2 separate regions of the Capra hircus genome follow, and region 1 is linked to region 2. A link is a contact called in public Hi-C data. All regions are on one chromosome and are shown on one strand. The core of a region is the stretch at or near the end of the contact, and the rest is flanking DNA. Distances in the headings are between cores, read along the strand shown. Region 1 overlaps GSAP (gamma-secretase-activating protein). Region 2 holds the start of FBXL13 (F-box/LRR-repeat protein 13).

Region 1 (5,234 bases), core at 1,704-4,203, 440 kb before region 2:
CACCCTTGATCCCAGTCAAATCTTTTATAAATGCGTATATTTTGGCAAGATAATAGGTATCATGAATCTGTCTTCATTAATTTGCAAAAACAATTTTTTGTCAGGATATCCTTTAACATTAAAAATATATTACTATAGCATTTTATTTTAAAATGAACATAATGAATATTTTTTGCTTCGGGCTAGTACAGTGATATCAATATGTCAAAAACCTAGAGGGAGATGGTTGCCAGCTAATTCCATTTTGAAGTAATTGACAGCTGAGTGTGAAAGGAGTTCACTTCACCATTCTGATTCTTGAGTTTTGAAAAAGACCCTTTGGAAGTAAATAAACTTAACTGGAAAGTAAACCTATACTTCCATGTGATCCAAATCTTGTGATCATTCTGTCACTGAACAGGGCATTGTTGATATAACCTGAGTCAGAATGGGTCTCTGGGGAGGAAATGACTTGATGTGTTCAAAGCAGGCTTCCCTGCTTAGCCTTCACCCAGGGGGAGTCACACTGGCTTAGGGAAGTGAGCAGCTCTCTCTGTGTGTAAAAGGGGCTTGAAAAGAAAGGGAGGGAGGCAAGCCTCTTTGAGTCTGTTTTAGAATTCCTGTCGGGACAAGACTGCCATCCCTTGTGGGAAGTATATGGTCAGAAATGCTGCCTCGTGAGAGCTTTGTAGGAAGGCCTGCATGGGCCGTGCTATGTAGTTCAGGCCACAGGACCTGCTTCTCGAGCCCACTGATGTTTTTGTCTCTTACAGGTGCATAGCTTTAAGGGCTACTGGGAAAAACTGAACTCCAACCTGGAATATGTGAAGTACTCCAAGCCACACTTACACTATAACAACAGCGTGGTCAGGAGAGAGTGGCACAGCCTGATCTCAGAAGAGGTATGTGTGGGTTCCTGAAAGGAGAGCAAGAAGCCCAGCAGAGTAGGTTAGGTGAGGCCCTTATGTCATAAAGCTGGCTTCGGTCCAGCACTCACCACTGTTACCAGGCACTGTTCCTTAGTGCTGCTGATCCCCAGTAGGCAGACCAAGGTTTTCAGTGATCTCTTTCTCTTCAAGAGGAAATTAAAGTGCAAAGAGGTTAGGGACACACACAACACATTCATAGTAGAAGCGGGATTCACATTCGAGTCTCAGATGTGTTCTTGCATTACTTACATAGTTAAAAAGTAATTTTAAAAAATCTATAGGTTCCCAAATTTGCGGTTGCTAGGAGTTAGGGGTCGCACAGAGTCGGACACGACTGAAGCGCCTTAGCAGCAGCAGAAGCAGCAGGAGTTAGGGAGGGCTTCCCTGATGGTTTAGTGGTAAAGAATCCACTTGCCAGTGCAGGAGACGTGGGTTTGATCCCTTGATGGGAAAGATCCCCTGGAGGAGGAAATGGCAACCCATTCCAGTATTCTTGCCTGGGAAATCTCATAGACAGAGGAGCTTGGCTGGCTACAATCCATAGAGTGACAAAGAGTCGGACACACGTGATCAACTGAGCACAGACAGACGGGTTAGGAATGGTTGAAAGCAAAAGAGTGAATATGACTCCTATAAACGGGTAGCACAAGGGAGATCTTGGGGGTGATGGAGCAGTTCTGTATCTGGATTATGGCTGTACATTGTCGTATGTGAATCTATCCATGTGATGAGATGGCAGAACTGTATGCTCACTGGTTTGGGTATTGCACTGCTGTTGTTTATGTAAGAGATGAACACTGGGAGAGGCTGGGTGAAGAGTGTGTGAGCTCTTCTCTGCAGCATTGTTGGCTAGAGTCGTAGTGTTATTGTATTGATATATAAAATATAGTTGGACTTGCAGGTCCCCGAAAACTTGTAATAGGTTCAGAATAAAAGTTTTTTAAGCCAATTTTTTAAGAATCTAGGTGTTGTGATTACCTTGAAAGAAAGTCTCCTTTTTTCTGAACTCTTAACTATATTGTATTATGACCTTAGTGTGAAAAATGTCACCCACAAAACCTTCACCTTCCATACCTCTGATGTATTTTCACTCCTAGAAAACAGGAAAAAGAAGGTCTACGGTGTATGTGAGAAATATTCTTGATAATGCAATAAAGTAAGTAAAATGAAGGACTATTATAGCTATAAGATGGCTATCTTTTGTAATTACTTTGCTGGCTGCCTTTCAGGGAAGTAGCTTATTACTTTTGTTGTATTCTCAATGAGATGATGCTGTCAGCAGCCACCGAGCCCTGCTTTGCAGATTGGAGCTAGAGTTTCTTGTGGGAATAGTTTGTATGTTAAACCTTTTAGATTTGCATCCTGGGGATGGATGACTCAAGGAATAAGTAGTAATGAAAGCGCTTATTAATAGAGCGCTTTAGAGGGCTACAAGCAGTGGGTTGATTTTAAATAAGAGTTAGTCGGCTGGTGAACCTGCTCTTATTTTGAAAGCGTGTTTTCTGAGCAGATGAGTCATCTCAGAGTGCTACAAGCCGAGGCCCCATTCCAACCCCTGTTCTATTTTCTGTTCCCATTATTTCCAATAACTGAGAGCTGCAATTGTTCTAAATTACCGTCATTGTTTGCACTAAAGAGTTTTGAGATTTTATAATTGCTTAATGTGGCTTTTGCCAAGTTGATTAAAGTTTTTGAGGTTTTCAGCAGCCTGAGAACAGTTTCTGCAGTGGTTTTATGGGTTTTTAAACGATAATATCTTTGTATGGTATTGTGGGTTTTTATTTTTTATTTTTTTTATTAATGTTTCCTGTGTGAATAACATTGGCTAATTTTTCTTGTAGGGTGATTTCTAACCTAGAAGCAAAGAATTTGGGTAAGAAAAGACCTGTAATAAAGCCTTCTGGATTTCAGTCAGTTGTTTGTTTGTAACACCATTCCTCCTCCCACTGTGGGTTGGCCGGGAAATCACTTCCACTAGCTCAGTGAAGGCAATACCCTTTACTATCTTCCTGTCAGAGCGACTCCCAGTTCCTTCCATGTCTCTCTTGGCACCAGGTCCTTTGGGAACAGCTGCTGAATGTGCTTTTGCTGTAGGACTCCCTGACTGTAGGTTTTCCTCCTGTTTCCCTGTAGAACTGATCTAATTAACATGCTCGCTGGCTGTACTTGCAGGGTGTACTTCCCTTGGCCTAGAGCTATTCTCTCTCCAGCTATCTATCTGTAGGACTCTTTCACACCTCTTAAAGGTCAGCCTTGCCCTTTTTTTTTCCCTAAGCTGTAATTTTTATGTTGTTTTATGGGCTTGGATGTTTTAGTTATATGCTGGGTGACCCTAATGGAAATTATTTTATACAGTGCTTTGCTGCACATCCTGCAGCTGTGTACACAGCCCATGTGAGCAGTGAAGTCACTGAGCAGCCCTGGGTCGTCCCGGCCTGAAGCCAGGGCTCTGCCACCAGCCCCGGGCAGGAGCAGTCAGCCAGGGGTGTGCACATGCTTGCAGGCTCCCCTTCTTGCATCACTCGGGGATTTGTAGTATGGGACGTGTGACTGGTCTGGCTGAGGTTTCTGTATCTTCTGCTCCCAAGTCTGGTTAGAGCTCCTTCTGCTCCTGTACTTCAGGGCCGTTTGCAGTTATTACTAGTCATTCTGTCTTGATGCACTTTAGGGAACTTCCTCTCATATTTTTTGTTTGTGCTAGTTTCCTAGGAAGAAAGTCACTGTCAGAAGAGAACATTCTTTATGAAATGCGGAATAACCATGAAAACTGCTGGGCTCTAGTTTTGAATTTTTCATCATGAAGGTTGTGTAGGATCCAGTTAGGATTTATCCCAAGGAGTCAAGAAGCATCTGTGCCCTCCTGAAAGGAGTCCTCAGCTCCCTAACCAGGGCAGTTCTACCTCTTGACCAGCACTGTGACTCAGGTTTTGGCAGAGGAAGATGGGGCATGAAGGTGCTCTAGGAGGTCTTCCTAGAGACAGCGTTTGCCTGCCCCTTCAGTCTTGCTGGTACAGTGCAAATCATGGTGGAGAAAGTGCCATTTGGTTTATCTTTACATGCCACTTTTCCATCTCAGTCTAACTACATTTTCAGTCCAATAACTTGTGCCAGTTACTATTTGCCACAGTAATTGACTGCGGTGACTGGTCCCCTCACCTCAGTAATTCTATAAACTACAAGTTGGAGTCAGAAAGAAGGGAGGCACGTGATCCTTCCACTCAGTCCCTGTTCCTGGGTTTGCCACTCCTTAGGTTTAAGAGAGGACCTGAGTTGTTTAGTCTCCTGTGAAGCAGAGGATCTCAGTGACATGTCTCCACATTGAAGAGAAATTTAAGCCAGAGGGCATTGGTGTTGGGAATGTGTTCCTTGTGTTCTCTCTCTCTTTCAGTCTGTGCCTCTCTCTGGTTCACAGTGCTCCCTGCATACCTGAGTGATAAGTTGCAGCGTGTAGGACAGGGTCACACTGAAAGAAAAGTTTTCATCCTGTCAGGAAAGTGTTATATTTTCCCAATGACTCAGAGAAGGGAAGCCCAGACTGAGGCCTCTTCCTTCTGGTCATTTCCTAAAAACCACCCTGCTTGACTATCACTCTGTTTAATTTCAGAGCCAAGATTAACACCCCTCTTCCAGGAGGAAGACAACCACCAGCAGCTGCTTATCGGGCTGGTAAGTGGGACGTTTGGTGCTGGCAAACAGTGAGCTCCAAGGAAGGGGGAGAGGGCTAGATTGTATTTCTCATTCTGATCTTATTTTTCATCCATTCTGTCAACACATGGTTGTTGCCATCCACCCACTGTAGGCCCTGTGTGTTCACTAGTAAGGAACACATATATAATTTCTGCCCTCTTGGTATTTGTAGTCTTGTGAGAGAAACACAGATTAATCAGTCACCCCAATAAATGTATAATTATAAAGCATCATAAAGAAATGTATAACACTGAGAGTATTTAAAACAGGAAAGACCAGCATCTCTGTGGCCTTTGTATTTGTATTTGTAAAATACAAAAGAATAAAGTATTCTTTCTTAAGAAGTCTTACTGCTAGGAAGACCAAAGATGTAAATCAAAATAAATTAATTGAAGAGCAGAATTGGCAAGTAAATCCAAAATCTTAAAAAAAAAAAAAACTAGTTAAACATCTAAATCTGAAAAACATCTTTAACTGAAAAACTAGTTTTTAAAAAATTTAATAAAATATTAGTAATGCTGTGCAGGCTTAGGAATGGGATAATCTATTACCTTAGGTAAGGCTAGTTTAAAAATATGAGAAAAATATGTGTAAATACATAGCCATACACTTAAAAATTCTAGTTAAACAATGTTTCCT
Region 2 (5,390 bases), core at 1,803-4,302:
AAATCTCTCTGACTAGCAATTATAACTATAGGAAAGAAAAATGAAGGGGGAACACAACTAATGTTTATTTGGTGTGCTATAATTTAAAATGCCTTGGGATTGTTTAGTTGTTCAGTTGTGGCTGACTCTTTTGTGACCTCATGGACTGTAGCCTGCCAGGCTTCTCTGGCCATGGAATTTTCAGGCAAGAATACTGGAGGGGGTTGCCATTTCCTTCTCCAGGGGCTCTTCCCGACCCAGGGATCAAACTTCAGGCTCCTGTATGTGCCTTTTGCATTGCAGGCAGATTCTTTACCCCTGAGCCACCAGGGAAGCAATCGTTGCATATGGCGACTACAGCCGTGAAATTAAAAGACGCTTGCTCCTTGGAAAGAAACCTACAACAAACCGAGACAATGTGTTAAAAAGCAGAGACATCAGTTTACCAACAAAGGTCTGTGTAGTCAAAGCTCTGTTTTCTCCAGTAGTCACGTATGGATGTGCAAGTTGGACCATAAAGAAGGCTGAGTGCCAAAGAATGGATGCTTGTGAATTGTGGGACTGGAGAAGACTCTTGAGAGTCCCTTGGGCTGCAAGGAGATCAAACCAGTTATTTCTAAAGGAAATCAACCTGGAATATTCATTGGAAGGACTGATGCTGAAGCTGAAGCTCCAATACTTTGGCCACTTGTTGTGAAGAGTCAATTCATTGGAAAAGACCCTGATGCTGGGAAAGATTGAAGGCAAAAGGAGAAGAGGGTGGTGGAGGATGAGACAGTTAGATAGTATCACCAACTCAAGGGACATAAATCTGAGCAAACTCCAGGAGATAGTGAAGTACAAGGGAGCCTGGTATGCTACAGTCCATGGGGTTGCAAAGAGTCAGACACGACTTAGCAACTGAACAACACAGATTTACAGTTTGCAAAGTTATACCTAGTTTCTATTTTTTCTGACTTATGAAGTGGGCATTCTTTCTATGCCTTGGTGAATTTTCATATCCCATTCTAAATCTGGATCTGTGCCAATATTTTGTACTTTTAATGTCATGAAATATCTCTGAGAATTTCTTTTCAAGTGAAACTTAAGATTTGAAGTAGCTACAGTATCTCTTAGAATTCTGTGCAAACTTTTAAAGATTCTCTTTAGGCTTCTAGCTAGACATTGGACACAATCTGATTGTGTTTTATGAGGTCAGTTTCAAAATATTGACAATGTTTACCCTTCTAGATCAGTGGTTTGTAATAATTTTAGTATCTTAGAGCAGTGGTTTTTCAAGCTTTTTTCATGTGACGTTATTCTCAATGCAGGACTGTTCTAGAGGATAAGGGCTGAGGAGGAGAGGACCAAGAATGTCATCCCCTGGATCTTCCCTCTCCAGCTCCTGAGGTTGCCCCAAAACACCTCCAAGAACACACTTTGCAGATGTCTGTGCTCTGTAGTGGATCAAAATTCTGTGCTTGATAAAGTCATTGAGACTCACATATCATGATGCAGATCATCTATGATCAAACAAGTGGTTCTTCCCAGTGTACTGGTGCCTCAGAATCATCCCAGGCTTGACAGAAATATCCCATCCCTCTATTTCTATCTCTCTGTTGCAGACACTGGTTAAGATCCAATGTTACTCTTCTTCTTCTTTTTTAAAAAACAGGTTTTTAAATTTATTTGTTTGCACTGGTGGCTCAGTGGTAAAGAATACACCTGCAGTGTAGGAGATGCAAGAGACACGGGTTCGATCCCTGGGTGGGGAAGATCCTCTAGAGAAGGGAATGGCAACCCACTCCAGTATTCTTGCCTGGAGAATTCCATGGACAGAGGAGCTTCGCAGGCTACAGTCCATGATGCAAAGAGTCGGACACGACTGAGCAACTAACACTTTATTTCTGGCTGTGCTGGGTCTTTGTTGTGGTCGGGCTTTCCTCTAGTTGCAGCGAGCAGGGGCTACTCTGCATTGCACAGGCTTCTTACTGCAGTGGTTTCTTTTGTTGCGGGGCACAGGCTCGAGGGCACTGAGCTTCAACAGTTGCAGCCTGTGGGCTCAATAGTTGTGGTTCCCCAGCTCTAGAGCACAGGCTCAGTAGTTGTGGCCAGTGGGCTGAGTCACTGTGAGGCATGTGGGATCTTCCTGGATCAGGGATCAAACTTGAGTCTCTTGTGTTGGTGGGTGGATTCTCTACCACTGAGCCAACAGGGAGGCCCCTCCACCCATCCTTCTAAATGACTCTTCAGTTCTTTCCCGGCTCTCAGCACTCACTGTGACCATGACTTTGATTCCGCTTTTCAATGCCTGGCTTCACCAGCAGCTAGCCCTGTCTACCCTCACCGAGACACTGGTGAGGGATCTAGAGATATCACACACCTAGTTCGTGTTGCTGTTTCTCTCTCTACATGCCTTTTGTCATTTTAGCTTCTCTCAGTTACACAATCTTTGTTCTAAAAGTCTCCATATCCTGCAGTACTTCCTTGCCCTCTTTACAGGATCAAAACCAACTGTTGGAGCTGGTTGTTCCTCTCATTAAGTTGGTCTGGCTTTTAAGTTAGGTTCTTATTAATGTTTCAGCCATATCTTTGGAGCATAATTCCTGGACAGACAGCAAAGAAAATGGAGGAGAATGGAATACAGAGGAAGTAGATTAGAATGGAAAGAAACTATCCTCCTTTAAAGCTTTCTATAACGCTATTCTTTTAAAAACCATTGTAAAGATGCAAGAGACGGGCAGAAGGAAAAAGGGGGAAATTTAATGGGAAGATTTTATCAGAAAGATGAATAATAACTGCCTATCCAAATGCTTCTTGGAAGTCTGGGGAGGTTACTATGAGTGTTGCTTTGTATATATGTATGAAATGTTCCTTCACTTTCCTGAGTGTCCTCAGTTTCAAAAACAATTTGACCTCATGCCTCTCATGAAATCTAAAATCTATTTGAGGGTTTCCATCCAAACTTAAGACTTATAGCGTAGAATGTTTGGTTAATAATACTTACCAGCTGATCATCCAGTCCAAAAAGTTGTTCCAGGTAAGTTTCAGACAGTCTCCGAATTTTTGGTTTCATTAATGGATCAATGCACATATCCCTTGGAAAAAATCAAAAGATGTAGTAAAAAAATCATTTCATTTCATAGTTGTTAGTTCCATAATTAAATCTGTGATTTTAAATGGTGGAGGGGAAGGGAAGGAAAAACACTTCCCCTTGGGCTTAACATGTCAGAATCTCCTGGAAAACTTTTTCAAATTACTCCCCCTCACAATTCTGCTGAGCTCCCCAAGAAGGCATGCCTCTGTCCTCATCCTCAAGTTGAAATAAACTGCACATGTTCTTGATAACAGTGAAGTATGTTTCTGAGTTAGGAACCAGTGGAGAAATTGTTACTATTGAAGTTTAGGGGATTTAAAATCCCCTGCAAAGATTCTTTAATAATCTTAAGATTGGAAACATTCATTAGTAAGACCTTTTTGGATACTATACAATGAGTGTTTTATCTTCAAATTAAAATATCTCCCTACCATTAATCAAAATACTACTCACCAGAGTAGAGTTTCAAGACCATTTTCCATTATTCCAATGATCATTTCCTCTAAATACCTCAGAGGATCCTCAGGACATGTAACCAGTAGACCACATAACAGAGCCTGGGGAAATAAAGTAGAATCAGTGTGTCCGGATCTGCAAGTTCTTCCTAAGCAACAGATAGACTTTCTGTTCAGTCAATTACAAAGTCAAATAACGTGACAGTTTTTTCAGTAAATGTGCCTTACAGATATGCCCTCTATATTTATTCAGTGCTACCAAGTGACCAGAACAAAATGCAGTTTACCTTTACTCTTTAAAAAAATCCATTGTAAACGGCAACAGAGTCATTGCACAGAATTTTCCAGTACTTGAGAAGTGCTTTACTGTCCAATTGAAGACATAGTTGTGATTACCATAGATCAATGGTTTCTACCAATTTTAAATATGAGGAACCCTTTTTTATTGATGTATAGTTGATTTACAATGTTATATTAGTTTATGGTGTACAGCAAAATGCTATATATATATATATTTATACACACACACATACATATGCTGTGCTGTGCTTAGTTGCTCAGTCGTGTCGGACTCTTTGCGACCTCATGGACTGTAGCCCACCAGGCTTCTCTGTCCATGGGGATTCTCCGGGCAAGAATACTGGAGTGGGTTGCCATGCCCTCCTCCAAGGGATCTTCCCAACCCAGAGACTGAACCCAGGTCTCCCATGTTGCAGGCAGACACACACACACACACATATGGGCTTCCCAGTGGCTCAGTGGTAAAGAAACCACCTGCAATGCAGCAGATGCAGGAGACATCATGAGCTCAGTTCCTGGGTGGGGAAGGTCTACTGGCGGAGGGCATGGAAACCCACTCCAGTATTTTCATCTGGAGAATCCCATGGACAGAAGAGCCTGACAGTCTACAGTCTATAGAGTCGCACAGAGTTAGACATGACTGAAGTGACTTAGCAATCACACATGCATATGTCCATATATATGTATAATTTTTCATTACGGTTTATTATAGGATATTGAATATAATCCCATGTGCTATACATTAGGACCTTGTTCTTTATCTATATTATATATAGTAGTTTGTATCTGATATTCCCAAACTCCTAATTTGTCTCTCTCCTCTTCATGAAAGTGAAAGAGGAGAGTGAGAAAGTTGGCTTAAAGCTCAACATTCAGAAAACGAAGATCATGGCATCCAGTCCCATCACTTCATGGGAAATAGATGGGGAAACAGTAGAAACAGTGTCAGACTTTATTTTTGGGGGGCTCCAAAATCACTGCAGATGGTGACTGCAGCCATGAAATTGTAAGATGCTTACTCCTTGGAAGAAAAGTTATAACCAACCTAGATAGTATATTCAAAAGCAGAGACATTACTTTGCCGACTAAGGTCTGTCTAGTCAAGGCTATGGTTTTTCCAGTGGTCATGTATGGATGTGAGAGTTGGACTGTGAAGAAGGCTGAGCACAGAAGAATTGATGCGTTTGAACTGTGGTGTTGGAGAAGACTCTTGAGAGTCCCTTGGACTGCAAGGAGATCCAACCAGTCCATTCTGAAGGAGATCAACCCTGGGATTTCTTTGGAAGGAATGATGTTAAAGCTGAAACTCTAAGACTTTGGCCACTTCATGCGAAGAGTTGACTCATTGGAAAAGACTCTGATGCTGGGAGGGATTGGGGGCAGGAGGAGAAGGGGACGACAGAGGATGAGATAGCTGGATGGCATCACGGACTTGATGGACGTGAGTCTGAGTGAGCTCCGGGAGATGGTGATGAACAGGGAGGCCTGGCATGCTGCAGTTCATGGGGTCGCAAAGAGTCGGACACGACTGAGTGACTGAACTGAACTGAACTGAACTTTTCCTTTTTCCTCTGGTAACT

The links. Hi-C and Micro-C count contacts between places; a contact is called where the count stands out from the background.
Region 1: a contact with region 2 is called in a Hi-C map of blood, with 4 times the contacts expected there. The contact joins the enhancer-like site here to the promoter of FBXL13 in region 2. A contact is called at or near these places in 2 of 5 Hi-C or Micro-C datasets (both in blood).

What each region holds. Positions count from the first base shown.
Region 1 is chr4:76,404,215-76,409,448 of ARS1.2, reverse strand. It overlaps GSAP (gamma-secretase-activating protein), which reads left to right. Exons shown (of 31, transcript XM_018047267.1): 20 at 753-881; 21 at 2,006-2,064; 22 at 2,750-2,781; 23 at 4,513-4,574. Among named protein-coding and RNA genes, the nearest start is that of GSAP, 68 kb to the left of the region's middle. Within about 2 kb of position 2,953, at least 3 of the 5 cell types and tissues checked have an H3K27ac peak or open chromatin away from gene starts, as enhancers often do.
Region 2 is chr4:75,960,553-75,965,942 of ARS1.2, reverse strand. It overlaps FBXL13 (F-box/LRR-repeat protein 13), which reads right to left and starts at 3,052. Exons shown (of 19, transcript XM_013963219.2): 1 at 2,966-3,052. The coding sequence starts at 3,052.